Regions from separate parts of the Mus musculus genome. Here region 2 is linked to region 1. A link is a contact called in public HiChIP or PLAC-seq data. All regions are on one chromosome and are shown on one strand. The core of a region is the stretch at or near the end of the contact, and the rest is flanking DNA. Distances in the headings are between cores, read along the strand shown.

Region 1 (7,455 bases), core at 1,928-4,427:
AGGGGTGGCATCTGAAATAATTTCCTTTCAGTTACAATTTCCTGACCCCAAAGCTTGGCCTTTCAGTGCATGGGAGCAGCACATTTCTGAATACACTTTCCTTAGAGAGAGTGTGAGATACACAGTCTTAAGAGTTTCAGAGCACTTATCCGAGTCTACAGAAAAGTGGTGGTGGAGGTGTCTTTTGGGAGACAGGAAGAGGTGAGAACTTGTGCTTTGGAGTTAGACTTTCTGAGTTTGAGTCCAGGGTTTGTAACTCACAACCTTGTGGCACTGTGTACATTATCCAATTTCCACTTTCTTGTCGTAGAAAGTGATTTCAGTGGCATGTCTCAATTATTTTGTGATATGCAAACACCTCAGAATCATGCAAGTGCTTCTGATTCTGTTTGTTGCATTAATAAGGATGATAGCGGGTCCTCATGTCTGTGCCTCTGACCTCCAACTGTACAGTGGAATGATAATCGTCACTCCTTCTACCTGTATTGTTACTTAGCCCTTGTTTTACTGGATAAGGGGTTTGACCTAATGTGGTTGGCATTTGGTTGAAAACAGAACAAGCAATTCTCTGTTTCAGATTGGCGTGTTAGTTGGGTTTGTGTAACAGCATTTAAAGATTTCCAAGAAGTTAGTGCATGTGTATGTACTTAACTCCTGTAGTCTTTTTATGGTTTTCTACATTTATAATCACCTTAACACAGTTTGGAAGTCTTCCATTGCTCTGAATTTTAGATGCCATCTTGTGGGTTTCTGCTTTTTTTTTTTACTCTGATGAAGCACAATTTTTACTTAATTATGTGTCTTAGTTAGGGTTTTACTGCTGTGAACAGACACCATGACCAAGGCAGCTCTCATAAGGACAACATTTAATTGGGGCTGGCTTACAGGTTCAGAGATTCAGTTCATTATCATCAAGGCGGGAGCATGGCAGTGTCCAGGCAGGCATGACGCAGGAGGAGCTGAGAGTTCTATATTTCCATCTGAAGGCTGCTAGTGGAAGGCTGACTTCCAGGCAGCTAGGATGAGGGGTCTTATAGCCCACACCCACAGTGACACACCTACTCCAACAGGGCCACACCTTCTAATAGTGCCACTCCCTGGGCTGAGCATATATAAACCATCACATTATGTAAACAGTGTATAATACTCTCTGTCAATAGCGAATAGAGCTATTGGCAAGAATGTGCATCTGCTGGGCTTCTTACCCACAGCTGTGTGAAATATTTAAAAAGCAGTTAAGTGAGACACCCTTTGTACCACCTGGTCATTCTATTCCTCGATATTTACTAAAGAGAAATTCAGGTTTATACCCACTTTTTCAGGAAGTTTGTGACCTGCCCTTTTGTTTTGCTGTTTGGGAAACCAAGCACACTTAGAGTTCATGCTTTTTAAAAGTAACAACAGAAGACTGAAATGAATGATAGGTAATGGTAGATGACTGTGTGGTACTTTCCAAAACTTGTCATTTCTGCCTTAACAGTAATTGTCTTTGATTCAGTATATAGTATATGCTGCAGTCTCTTCCTTAGTCCTTTGAGATTTGTCCTTGAAAACTACAAAACAAAGCACTTGAAAAGGGAGAATCATACATAAGTCACTGGGCCAGAGGCATGCTTTGAGTTTTTTCTTTCTTCTTTTTCAGATCATTATTGTTAAGTCATGTGAGAACGTGAATGAAACTTTAAACTGTAGAGCCAAAGGATAAAGTGGAAAGGGCAAGAGAAATGTGTAATTTTACAATCTTAAGACTGTACTAGCTCAAGTCTAATGTTTTATAATTCTTTTGAATCATATAGTTTAAAGTGTAGTGCTATAAATATAAATACATATAGAAGTAATAGAATTTTAGAAATATTTTAGAAAAATTATATTGATAAATTGAAGATCTGTTTTCTACTAAGTCTTGTTAAAGGATTAAATGATATTTTTAATGTTCTTGGTCCATCACCTTATTTCTCTTGATGTCAACATTTAACATTTATGGTAATTGTACCCAAATTGGTAATTCTCCTAGGGCTATAGAGTTGAGTTCATGGTATGGAGTATCTAAACTTAAAGAAGTATATAGTGGTTCCTGTTAATGTGATGTCCTCTAAAGAATGGACTGTATTCGGATTATTCCTTCAGCATGGTACATTGGGGGCTGAGACAGAACATGAGAAACAACAGACCTTGAGTAGACAGAAGAGAATGAGAGGAAGTTCCCCGTGTTGGACAGAGGATTCAGAGTCAGAGGAAAGCTGGACTCCATCATCAGGTCCAGGAAAGGGTGATCTTGCTCCGATGAGAATAATTCAGGTGCCCCACAGCAGCAGCACAAGAATCGAGCATGGAGTTTTTGCGAAACTCGACACTGGGCATGGAAATTTTGAGTAGAAAAGTTGTGCATTACCTAGAAGCTAGTGGCTTGACATACCAGTTTTCCCAGAGTTCTGAGGGTAGGGCAAAATTGATTTCTTGTGGAATTGAAGCCCAAGTAGGGATAGGGCACTACTGTTAGTTTGTGCAATGTCTAGGAAATGACATAAGGAAATGTCACAAAGTGCTGTAGAATTTAATGCAAAAAATTTCTTTTTTTTTTTGCAGTGAATGACAGATAAAGCTCTACATTAACAAATAAATCCCTAAAATGACAAGCTCACAATTAGTATCATTTACATAAAGCAAGGAACCTCTATGGGGAAGGATAGTCAGCATTTATAATGCAGATATCAAGACCTAAAGAGTGAGAGCAACTGAATATTCTGAAACTCCAGAATGGTTTTCTGTAAACATAAACTGGGGTCAACCACGTGATGCAGCAGGAACCTATGGGGAAGATGTGCACATGGCCAGGAAACAATCTGCGAGCGTCTGTGAGCTCAGTTACAGATGGTGAACTGGAACTGAAACAGTGGGTGGGGTACTGGTATTCTAGTTAGCTTGGTTGTTCAGTACTGAAACAGTGGGTGGGGTACTAGTATTCTAGTTAGTGTGGTTGTTCAGTCCACACATTTGCTGAGAGAAGCTCCGTGAGGGATGGTCTAGGTCTGGGCGTGCCTGTGAGGGATTCTTCTATGAATCAACTGAGGTGGAAAGACGGCTCATCCTGAATGTGGGCTGCCCTAGGTAGGGTTGGACTTTGATCCGCATGAACAGAAAAAGGAAGCTGAGCAGGAAACATGCTTGCACAGTTTCTGTGTTCTCTTGCATGTGGACATAACCAGCTGCTTCCAGTGCCTGCCTTGGCTCTCCTGCAGTCATGCACTATAATCTGGAATTAACTGAAAGGCAGGCTGGTTTTTGTCAGTGTGTGTGTGTGTGTGTTTTTTTTTTCCTCACAGCAAGAGCAATGGAACTGAGGCAGGTTTGTGTTTGGTTTCTCAACTAGAGCCTGATTTTACTTCATGATCTACCTACCGTTGCCCCTGCCTACCAAGTGCTACCACAGGGAAGTGAGAGAGAGAGAGAGAGAGAGAGAGAGAGAGAGAGAGAGAGAGAGAAGAGAAGAGACAGAGAGAGACACACACAGACAGAAACACAGAGACAGAGACAGAGACACAGAGATAGAGAGACACAGAGAGAGACAGAGAGAGACAGAGACACAGAGGCAGAGACACAGAGAGAGACACAGAGAGACAGAGAGACAGAGACACAGAGAGAGAGCACATCCTGAATCCCAAGCAGTCACCTCTCATATCATGTCTATTTTCTTGTTCCAGATAGGAGTGTTGTGTTCATTTGCTCAGTGTTCAATTAACTGAAGAGTGCATTGGTACAGATCTCTGTGGTAGTTTTTTGTTGTCTATTTCTGTATTTATTTATTGACCAGATTTTTTTTTATAAGGGTCAGGGAGCAAATTTTATTATACACCCTAGGATTGCCTCTAACTTACTGTTCTCCTGCCTCATCTTCCTGAGTTTTGGGATTCCAGGCATGTTCTACCATATGTAATAGGATAGTTTTATACCTTAACTAAATGAAAGTCTCCATTTATCGAACTGCCTAGCAGAAAGATTGTTCTGGTTATATATATATATAGTTTTTGTTTGTTTGTTTGTTTTTGTTTTTGTTTTGTTTTTTGAGACAGGGTTTCTCTGTATAGCTCTGGCTGTCCTGGAACTCACTTTGTAGACCAGGCTGGCCTCGAACTCAGAAATCCGCCTGCCTCTGCCTCCCGAGTGCTGGGATTAAAGGCGTGTGCCACCACCGCCCAGCTCTGGTTTATATTCTTATTGCCAAATTTGATTAGGAAAATGGGCTGATTCACTTTTAGTCTGCTAGATATAGATACTTATTTTCTATTTTAAAATAGTATATATGTTATCTTAAGTATAATGTGAATTTTAGGCTTTTAGGTCTAAAACAATGTGTATGTATGTGTAAGAAATATTGTCTTGAGTAAATTATACAGGGCAAAAGAAATTGGGAGGGTCAGCTCTTCTCCTCACCATCTTCCAGGGCTCCACTGCTAACACAGCTCTTTAGCCATGATCTTGCACATGCTGCGAGTACTTTCTCTACACCTTCAGCCAAGGTTCATCCCTTCTTCATTTGGTTTTTCTTCTTGCATGTAGGTTTGCTATTATAAACATTGCTGGCAGTTGCCTCATAGTTACTGCTTACAAATTCCCTATGTAAAATGAAAAAGTTGGCTTATTATAGTCTATCTAAAGCAAATTTATATGATGAGTGTGTGTGTGTGTGTGTGTGTGTGTGTGTGTGTGTATGTATGTGTGTTCTCTTGCTTGCATCTTAGGTATTATTATGTAAAACTTTCTTCTCAAGGTAACTGAGTGGTTGGCTCATGACATTGTCATGGAAATGAGGATATGAGGATATCTTGGCTTCTTCTCCAGCGCTCCGACAGGAGCCTCTGGAATCTGTCTTTACTCTTTCCAGACTTTTGGTGTTTATATTCTATATTTTAATAATAGCAAAGGCTTTTGAACTTTTAATTCAGGCTGACTCTAAATAGATGAATGTGGCTGTTGCACTTAAGAGTTGCCAGACCGAAGTGTCTGTAGCTGCTGCACCTGAGGCAGAAGAGATGTAGAGCCTATGTGTGCGACCTCTGCTGGCCACGAAGGTAGGCTGCACACGAGCACTGCATTTTCTTAGACTGATTGATCGTCACGTTTCCTTTTTCGTTAATTAATTAATTTATTTATTTATCTAAATATATCCTTACTATGTTATTTGTAGGAGGAATCTATTTTCCTCTGGAAGGTGTGCTTCTTATCCTAACCTTCCGATAATTGAATTGTGTTAAATTTTTTCTAGGTCATTACACAACTGTTGTCTGTAGACTTAGACTTAATTCTGCTTAGGTGTAGTGCTTGGATCGCTGTCTCATTCTTGGATATGTGTGTGTCTATGTGTCTCTATATATGTGTGTGTCTGTGTGTGTTTCTCTGTGTGTGCGTAAGCGAGTGTGAGTGCTTCATTACTTTGCCCCTGGAACTGAAGTCTTAGTTTACCCATTTCCTTTGGACTTCTATGCCATTAGTGATGTTTTGCATCCTTTAATGCGCCTGCTACCTTTCTGTTTGCTGTCGTTGGAGAAATGTTCATGCATATCCATTTTTCATTGTTTTTAAGCATGGTTTATCAGTCTTTCACCGTTGAGTTATAAGAGCTCCTTATGTGTTCTGTACACAGGTCCCTTGTCAGATATGTGACTTGAAGGTTGTTCCTTTCTTGATAATATCAAAAAGTTTAACCATGCCATAATAAAGTCAAGTTTCCTGTTTATTCTTTTGGTGTAATATCTATTTGCCTACTCCAAGGTTAAATATATTTATGCCAGTGTTTTCTTTCAGCTTTTAAGTTCTCTTATTTGTTGGTCTGTGATACACTTTGAGTTAAATAAAGAACAGAAATGTTTTATGGTTGTTATTGGTGGTGGTGGCGGTGGTGTCTGTGTGATTGTGGGTGTAAACCACAGGACAACATGCAGGGAAGTAGATTTTCTTCCTTTACCGTTGGGGTCCCAGAGATTAAATTCAGGTCATCTTACTGGCAGCCAAGAGCCTTAACACACTGAGATATCCATTTTTTTTCCCAAGACAGGGTTTCTCTGTGTAGCCCTGGCTGTCCTGGAACTCACTTTGTAGACCAGGCTGGCCTCAAACTCAGAAATCCGCCTGTCTCTGCCTCCCAAGTGCTAGGATTAAAGGCATGCTCCACCACGCCCGGCTGCCAGTCCATTTTTGAAGAGTAATGTTTTAGTTTGTCATATAAAGATGTTCAGCTAGGTAATCTTGATAACAGAGAAAACATGCCAGAATATTACTGATTGAGTGAATACTACTCTATATACACAAAACAAAAAGTAAAGGAGAAATATAACAAGAACAACAGCAAACAAACAAACAAAAATTGGCATTATAGCACTATAGGATGCAAGTTAGTCCTTATTCTAATTTTTGTGTGTAGCTGTAGGATCTAGGAAAGCTAGGAGTCATTACTTTACGAAAAACACAATTTGGCATAGAAACCACAGACATACAAAGGAATGAATGATAAATCCACTAATTATAAGGTTTTCTGTTGACTTATTTTCTTGTCTCCACCACAGATTTAAGTCAGTTTATAATTTCATGGTGAGTCTTTTAGAAAGACTCTTTTTGGGACATTTTGTCGAGTTTATCTTTTCTCTACTCAGTTGGCTTTCGATCTGTGTAAACAGCAGAAAAACTGACTTTATAGTTTTTATACAGTTATTATGTTAAATGTGCTCAGTAGTGCTTGGCCTTTACTAAATGGACAGATGGTCTCCATTACTTTATCTGGACCACAGACCCTGCTTGGTAGACCATAATTTCATCTAGTTTTGGTTTGGTCAAATGAGCTGGAGAGTGATTATAAACTCTCCTTTTGGGTAGGGTCATTTATGTAATGGGCCCACTTCATACAATGCTGGTCCCACGTATCTGTAGAAAGAGCTGTTCCTTAGCAGCCTCAGCTGTCTGATTGGAACTACTTGGTGCTTTATATACATACATAGCCATGGAGTGTTGCAGAAACAACCTGGAGGGGGTGCTAAAGGTTCCCACTGTCCAGTATAATATTTTTGCCATTTTCAGACTGATGTCCATTCCTGCATTATTTTATTTATGTGGTGCTATGGATGGCGGGCCTAGTGCATGCCAGACATGCACTCTAAGGATTCAACTGTATACCTAGCCCTGACTTTTTTCTACCCTTCCCCTCTTCTTTCCTTCTTTTGGTCAGGTCTCACTGCAGTCCAGGTGATCTTTGAACTCACAAAACTGCTTTAAGCAGTGAGTGCTAGGGTCACAGTGTAGGACAACACACCAAGCTCTGATTTGCAGCCCCCTCCACCGTCCCTTTCAATCCTCTTTGTCCCCTCCCTCCCTTTTTGTCCTGTTCTGTATTGAAAAGCTGAGGAGCCAAGGATTACGACATAGGTTTGTTAGTCTCGTTACTTCGGAGGCTGAGGCAAAATAAGC
Region 2 (7,455 bases), core at 2,996-5,495, 830 kb before region 1:
AAGAGAAGCTGCAACCAGATAACCATTCCTGACCATTCGTCTCAGTCTCCATACTAGGCAGATATCTTTCCTGTCCTAGACTGGGTCATTTCACACAGCCAAATGGTAAGTGAAGTGTCACCTGCTTTGCCTCTGAACTCCTGAAGCTCACACAATGCAGTGCCTTGGGCAGCTTTAGGTTCCACCTTCAGGAGCCTCTCTGTGCCGGAGACCAGGCCACAGACCAGAGAGACAACAGCAGGAAGAGGGAAGCATGCCCCAGTCACCAAGGAGCTCTCTGGCAGGCCTTCCATGGCTGCTAGGTGCAGAGAAGTTCTGGCCTCCACACAGCCGCTGGGGTCCCGGGGTGCAGGCCTATCCCCAGGGAGCTAAGGCAGGGCAGGTCCTTTGAGTGCCATGTCCATCCAGACTTTTGTCCTGAGACAGAACCATGTCACAGGTTGGAAAGGTACAACCACTGCCTGTGAGGGTCTATGAAGAGTAGAGCTATTCATGTGCTTGCTCATCTGTGGGTGGGTTAAATGGGAGCAAAAGCCAAGAGGTGTCTAACTGTGCGCCAAGAGCCGTGCGTTAGGACGGGAAAGGACAAACAGAACCCCAGAAATAAGGACAACAAAATGAACAGAGGAAAAGAAAAGTCTAGCAAAATTCAGTGGACTCCACCACAAACAGAGGCATTTTGGCTGCTAGTTTGGGAATGTGACAATTTCAGACAAACAAAAGCTACCTCTGTTTCCTGCCTATCCCCTGACTCTCCTCCAAGTCACAAAGTTCAACTACTGAGAAAACTGAGGCTGTGGCTATCACGCTGAAGGCTTGTGCTTCTAAACCGCATTATTACATAGAAAGTGAGCAGGAGTCACCTCGGCAGCGGCAGCGCAGAAGTAACACCGGGTGAAAACAAACCACTCTGAACAACCCAGGCATTTTAAAGAGCTTCTGGGAAGACAGCAGGGCCACGAGAAAATAGTGGTGCACGGACATTTCTAGTCTAGCTGGCTAACTCAGCTCGGTGTCTTTGAGGGTTAAAGATCTGACTCCTGCTGGGCACAAACTGATGCATAGTACTTTATGGTGCCTTGAGATATTTCTAACTTGAGTCCCTGGGCTGCAACCCAAAACTGAGCCAAGTACAAGTTATAATTATCTGCAGGCCGTATGACAGAGGACATATTCTCCCCTAATACTACAAAACACACAATTAAATATCTGCTTGTCATGGTCCTGTGGGATTGTTTCCACACATTAACAGCAACACAACTCAATATACATGCATCAGAGCCTCTATGCAAGTCTGGATGATGTCAACTACAGTCATGCTCCACAGGCAATGATTGACTGCACTGGTCCCTACAGCCTGGGTATGTAGCATGTAGGTCTGAGTAAGTGCACAGTACGATGGCCATGCAACAGCACAGTGCACAGCAGGCATGTCCCTGGTGTCAAGTGGCACATAGAGATAGCTAGGTCTTACGGCTTAAGAACAGGAGAATCTAGCCAAATAAACAGCATCATTTTAGCTTACGTACTAAATACTGCCAGTTCAGAAAGGAAAGGTCTGAAACTCTAAGGCAGGGAAAGACTGTGTGAATGTCTACGTAGAACAAAAAAAGTCCTGATCATTAATATGGAAATCTACAATAAAAATTTACTTGTGGCACATGTGTGTCAAGGTCCTTGAATACCCATGACCCAAACCCTTGCATTTTATTACAACAGAGTCGCAGCCTAGCGCGTCCTCTAACACTCACTCAGTCTAAGACAGTTTTACCAAACAGGTTTCCCTCCCCAGATCCAGAATGATTTTTAAATTCAACACAAACACACTGGCAACTCATGGAAAAAAAATTAAACATGTTACAATATTTACAACCAGATGGTTTGCCGAGGGATGCAGAACAAATTAAAAACAAATAAATAAAGCATGAAAAAGAGCACCGAGGGACAAAGAGCTGAAAACCATGGGCGGGAAAACATGTGACAAACAGCACACTATGAGCAGGTGTTTTTCCACTTGGTACCTGTCAGCAGTCTGTATGCTGGGCTGAAGCACAGGTAAGAATTCCTGCTGCAGCAACCCCATGGGAGGGCTAGAAGGCCTTTAAAAAACAGCAAACAGCAGCATTCAAACACCCACACCAGCTCACCCTGCACTGCAAAACAACACTCCAGAGAAGATACACGAGACTGGAAGCGGACTGTACAGAAACTTTAACCTCCACAAGCCCCTGGCCGTGGCATGTCTTCAAGGGACTGGGAGAAGCTGAGGGCCCCACCGCACCCACTGCTGGTGCCAGTCTAGAGGCGTCTTGGCTGCTGGTCCCAGAGCTCTGCCCACTTGTGATAAATCAGTGAGGAGGGGGGAGTGGGGGAGGGTAACTTCTGAGAAGGTCTGATTCAAAATCCAGCCTCCTTCATTCACTCTTCTCATGCCCACGCATCCCAGAATTATACCTGGAGATGCCAGCTAGCCACCTCTGGCAGGACTGAGGCCCTGAACTGAAAGGCCCTCCTAAAAAGGGCTCAGAAGGGCTGGCAATGCTTTCAGTAAAGAAAGGGTGAGCTTCAGATTTCGGGGGGGGGGGGGCAAGGCTGGGACCCATGGTTTTGCAGAATTCTGTAATAAAAATTTAGCACATTAGCTGGTAGTCACCCCAGAGAATATCTTTTTTTTTTTTCCATTTTGATCCAGTCTAATGCAACTATGGTACTGTGAATATCAGCATAGAAACATTTCTCTGATTTAACACAAATTAGAACAACATATCTATACAACAAATGAAGAACTGATGCCTCCTTGTGGCCTGGCACCAAGTGCCTGGTGTTTGTACTGTACCTGCTTGCATCCGAGATGCTACAACTAGGACGGACTCACAACCTTACCCCAAGGGGAGGAGAGGTACACTGCTCACAACATCTCTGCCACTCATCTGGAGGGACCACCCAAAAGGTCTGCAATGGCTTCAGAGAATTTGTTTGGAACCCAAAGGGAAAAGGAATATAGATAGTTTTATTCAAGAGTCTAATCACACCTCATTCAGTCAAAGCTCTGTCTTATGCAGTTTGATTCTCTTGGTGTCACTTAGGTAGAGATTATCTAAAATACAGATTTCAAATTCATATTGAGACCTCACAGAGAACATTCCTACAAGGTCAGATCGCTAGTTAATAATCCCTAGTCCTTTGTCCAAGCCAAGTCAACCATGGGTTTTTAGGAGGCTTATCTCCTATAGAAAGTTCAAGGAAATTTTGGTTGATCAAAGTGGGAGAGCCTTGGAAAGCAAGACAGAGGCCTCCTTGTACAAATAACTTTTCCAGTGACATTATCTGGGCAGTTGATATGTCCTCATTTTAAATTCCAAGTCTTAGGGACTATTTGCAGGTTGACACTGTTCAAACCAAGAGAATATGGGGACAGTGCAAAGGCCCAGTACAGTGAGGCTGGAGTTGAGGTCTGTAGAGTCATTCCCTCACTCTACCTCAGACATTCTCTTAGTCACGAGGCAATCCTCTGCAGATCGACTCGTGGTAGGGACAGTTGGGCTCTAGGACCATTCACAGTATGGCATTTTGAATCGTGGCTTATTGTTGAACTAAAAAACCTTGCTAAAGATATGCCAGCATAGTCAATTTCAGAACCTAGAAGTCCCCACAGAATAGGGGTTACCTGGGCTTCCATATATAGAAGCAACCTGTTCTTAAATGTGGTCAACAACACTTGGAACCATGCAGTTATGTCCCCCATCACTTTGGTTCATAATCAAAGTAGTAAATGGACAAGGGGAGAGGACAGTGTCTAGGACAACCTGACTACACAATCTCATCTACAAAGGTCCTCATATACTCCTAAGCATTTCCTTCGTTCCTTATAGGAACTGTTTAAGGCATGCAATATCATTTACAGGATGGGGAGGGGAGCTCCCATTCTTCTTTCTGCTCTTTAGGACAGATTCTACTGGGCCCTACTCTTGCTAAGATGCAATAAGGAAGGGATTGCTCACTATGGGACAAATTCCTTAGTTACAGAAACCCAACATAAGCATTTCTTTCTTACCTCTATCCTCCAACACCCCTAAGACTCTACAAAGACAGAGCAAAGGAAGGACTTTTGCTTTCAATAATTAAAAACTTGCTTCTGCCAAAACGGAGGGACAAAGCAGGTTTCCAGTCTCAGCAATGCACTCTTCCTGTTCTGGGCCGTCTCTTGTTGTAACTCTGACACTGACTTACAAACACAGAGTATGCAGGAAGTAAAGAAGGAAGTAAGCATGTGGCGCTTACAGTGGGGAGGATCTATTAGCCAAACTGCAGTGCGGACCGAGGAGAGAAGCAGGATTTATGAGCTAGTTAAACATCATGAGTGGTCACTAACTTGATCTTTTCATCTAAGATAACCTGGGTTTCTGTAGTAGCTTAAGGGTTCAGGGGCCACACTGGGGATGCACGTCCAGGGCCATTTTTGGGGAGCAGGTGTGTTTTAGAGGCACTAGAACCAGCTAATTTGCTTTGACTGCACAAGCAATGAGGAAGCTCAGAGAAGCTTAAGACAGTTTCTAAATAGAACCTGTAGATCCTCCCAATCCAGTACAATGTCAAGCACAGCTGCTTTCAATTAAATCAGAAATGAGTACTAAATTTTGGAAAGGAAAAGACATATAGAAATTTCTATCTAGTAAAAAATTTCCAAAGTAACAAAAATATCCCAATTTAAGCAACACTTTTCCCGCAGAAATGCACTAAGAAATGCATATCTTTAAGACACCCAGAACAAGTAGACCCTTGAAAACTGAGACCAGTTTGGAATCCTTTCCATTAAATTTCTGAAAGGTACAGAAATTTACAAATAGGTCATGCAGCACATGAAAGGCGAGCTTCGAAGAACAAAAGATCATCTGCTTACTTGATCAGCATTCCTTGATTTGGGAGTAATTCCAGATGAATCTTCCCTCCTTCTTGGGTTCTTAAATAAGCAAATTCCTCCAGCATATCAATGTCTGCAGGTCACATTCAGGTCAACCAACAGGTAACATGTTGCCCTGTTCTCCCAGGCGAAGAAACAGCTCTCAGCAGATAAAGAGCCTGCTTACCACCCTCCAACTAAGAACCACAGTCGGTTCCTGATCCAGATGCTGACTTTTACGTTAACCAAACTGCCCTATGGAAAGAAGCTCGTTGCACAAGAGGTGCCAGGCTGGGGTGGTAATGTCACTCAGCGACACGGGCGAGACTCATGCCTTGGGTGGACTGCATGAGCTCAAGCTTCAGACAAGCAAACTGGAAAGCATTAGCACATGGTCTCCCTGGAGAGACAAGCAAACGGATTCCACAGGGCCACCCGAGCCATTTCTTAGTTAAAATGACAAAAGCTAGCAGATAGGACGAATTGGGAGGATATTTGATGACAGAATGAGTTAGACAAAAAAAGATTATTTCTTCAGACCCAGCAGACAAGGTCTTCTGAGAATCCAGAGAACTCCATGCACAGTGTTAGATGGTGCATTCTTCTGGGGGAAAGTTATGTAACTTTCATTAGTCTTTAAAAAAAAAAATACTGGGGCTGGCGAGATGGCTCAGTGGTTAAGAGCGCCGACTGCTCTTCCGAAGGTCCCGAGTTCAAATCCCAGCAACCACATGGTGGCTCACAACCATCCGTAACGAAATCTGATGCCCTCTTCTGGAGTATCTGAGGATAGCTACAGTGTACTTACATATAATAAATAAATAAATCTTTAAAAAAAAAAATACTAAAAACCGCTGATCAGGCACTGGGAAATATGTAGTACACACATCCTACAACTTGAGAGGTTGTACTATGCAAAGCAAAGAAATGAAAGCAACCAAACCAGTGTTTGGTGTTGCCTCCATTCAAAGGCTGTCTTCCCTTCCAAGCATGCGAAGTCAAGTGCTGCCCGACTTAGAACTCTGCCTCATTCGCTTAACCTTTGGCAGCTCTGGTGGTGCAGGCCCAGTGCTAACACCTGATCCCAAAGGCAGCCTCTGTCCCAGGGGAGACCACTGGGATACTCTTTCCACAGAAAAAAAGCCGAGGTCTATGCTAAACCAACTGCTCTGGGCTGGCCAGAGGCTATTTTAACTGTGGGCATCTTGGCTGCCTTCTTGGGAGGAACAACAAACAGGCCCTGACTGTCCTGACTCCTTGAATTGTAGCTTTAAACTTCATTTGACTTTTACAAAGCAACTGCCACAGCTCCATTTCTAACTCTTACTCCTTCTTTCCCCACAAATAGTAAAAGCTCAACGGGTCCTAGTGGACAATGCCCCTGTGCTAAACATTCAAAAGCCACCGAGCTTATTTGTCCAGACGAAGGATACTTGTAACATAGCTGAAGAAGTTCTCATACTGGAAATTTCCTTGCTGGCAAATCTTACTGATGGCTTTCAGGAAAAGGTTCTCTCCCCGTGGCCACTCCTGCTGGAGCAGTACAATCACATGGCCCAGTGCCATGTCGTCTCTGCTGTCTGTAAAAGCTCTCAGCTGCAAGACAAAGATTTATATAGAAGAAATAAATCCAGGAAATATAGGCCATACCAAATATCACCTCCTAAAAAGGGGCTCCATATGTCAGTATATGCTACAAACCATTAAGACTATAAAACTGTTGCCATTGGACACCACACTCTTCTAAGGAGGGTGGATTCTAAAGAAGCCCAGGACCCCTCTGAGGACTGCACACGGCAGGTCACAAGATTTTAGACCAAAGTTGGACATGAATAGGTAAACTGGGAGTTTGTGAGTTTGAGAATCAGGGATAGAGAAGGTTGCATATTCCTATACGTTGAAGAGAATAGGAATTTTTTGTTACTGTTTTGTTCTTGTCCTGTGTATTTGAGACAGGGTCTCGGGTATAATAGGATGGCCCTACATTTGTTAGATAGCTGAGGATATGCCTAATCTTTGGATCTTCCTGCCTCCACTTCCCAAGTGCTGGGATTATAGGTATGCACTACTATGCCAAGCTTACGCAGTGGCAGGAATTGAACCCATGGATGCTGGGCAAGCACGCTGTGAATTAAGCCTTCTCCTCAACCTTAGAGGTATCTTTTAAGGGGATAACTATGAGTAGAAAGATAGGCAAGAAGCCATCACAGGAGGGCTGGAGATGATGGAGCTTGGAAGAAGGAAAGACATCCAACAATAAAGTGGAAGCTAAAGACAAGACCAAAGGTGCGACTTGACATGAACAGGCCCATAAAATCACACTTCAGAGGACTTCTCTGGTTCCAGGCAGCTATTAACGCTTAGTTAGTGTGGGACTACTGCATAAAGCAGTAACCTGTACTGTTGCCTTTTGCACACAAGCCTACTGAAATGGCTATACTCCGACCCCAAGGCTCTATTCCACTGTAGCCAAGGGTTGTGGTACCTTCAAGAGTCTTGGAGCCTTTCCAGTGCTACTGAGCCTTTGATGGTACTGAGCCTTTGACGGTGCTGAC

The links. HiChIP or PLAC-seq counts read pairs in DNA pulled down with a chosen protein or histone mark.
Region 2: a contact with region 1 is called in an H3K4me3 HiChIP or PLAC-seq map of bone marrow-derived macrophages, with 5 times the contacts expected there. The contact joins two enhancer-like sites. A contact is called at or near these places in 3 of 15 datasets of contacts at CTCF or cohesin (the NIH/3T3 cell line and stem cell-derived epiblast-like cells), 3 of 484 Hi-C or Micro-C datasets (cerebral cortex, cortical neurons and reprogramming fibroblasts), 2 of 115 datasets of contacts at active chromatin or transcription factors (bone marrow-derived macrophages and pancreatic cancer cells) and 1 of 9 other capture datasets (embryonic stem cells).

What each region holds. Positions count from the first base shown.
Region 1 is chr8:67,992,678-68,000,132 of GRCm38.p6, reverse strand. All of the region lies in intron 4 of Gm15991 (a long non-coding RNA gene), which reads right to left. It also overlaps a transcript of Psd3 not described here. Among named protein-coding and RNA genes, the nearest start is that of Psd3, 22 kb to the right of the region's middle. Within about 2 kb of position 3,177, at least 52 of the 459 cell types and tissues checked have an H3K27ac peak or open chromatin away from gene starts, as enhancers often do. A contact at or near this core is called in bone marrow-derived macrophages, where this site is marked.
Region 2 is chr8:68,819,696-68,827,150 of GRCm38.p6, reverse strand. It overlaps Ints10 (integrator complex subunit 10), which reads right to left. Exons shown (of 17, transcript NM_027590.4): 15 at 6,334-6,496; 16 at 4,901-4,994. Among named protein-coding and RNA genes, the nearest start is that of Ints10, 29 kb to the right of the region's middle. Within about 2 kb of position 4,245, at least 64 of the 459 cell types and tissues checked have an H3K27ac peak or open chromatin away from gene starts, as enhancers often do. A contact at or near this core is called in bone marrow-derived macrophages, where this site is marked.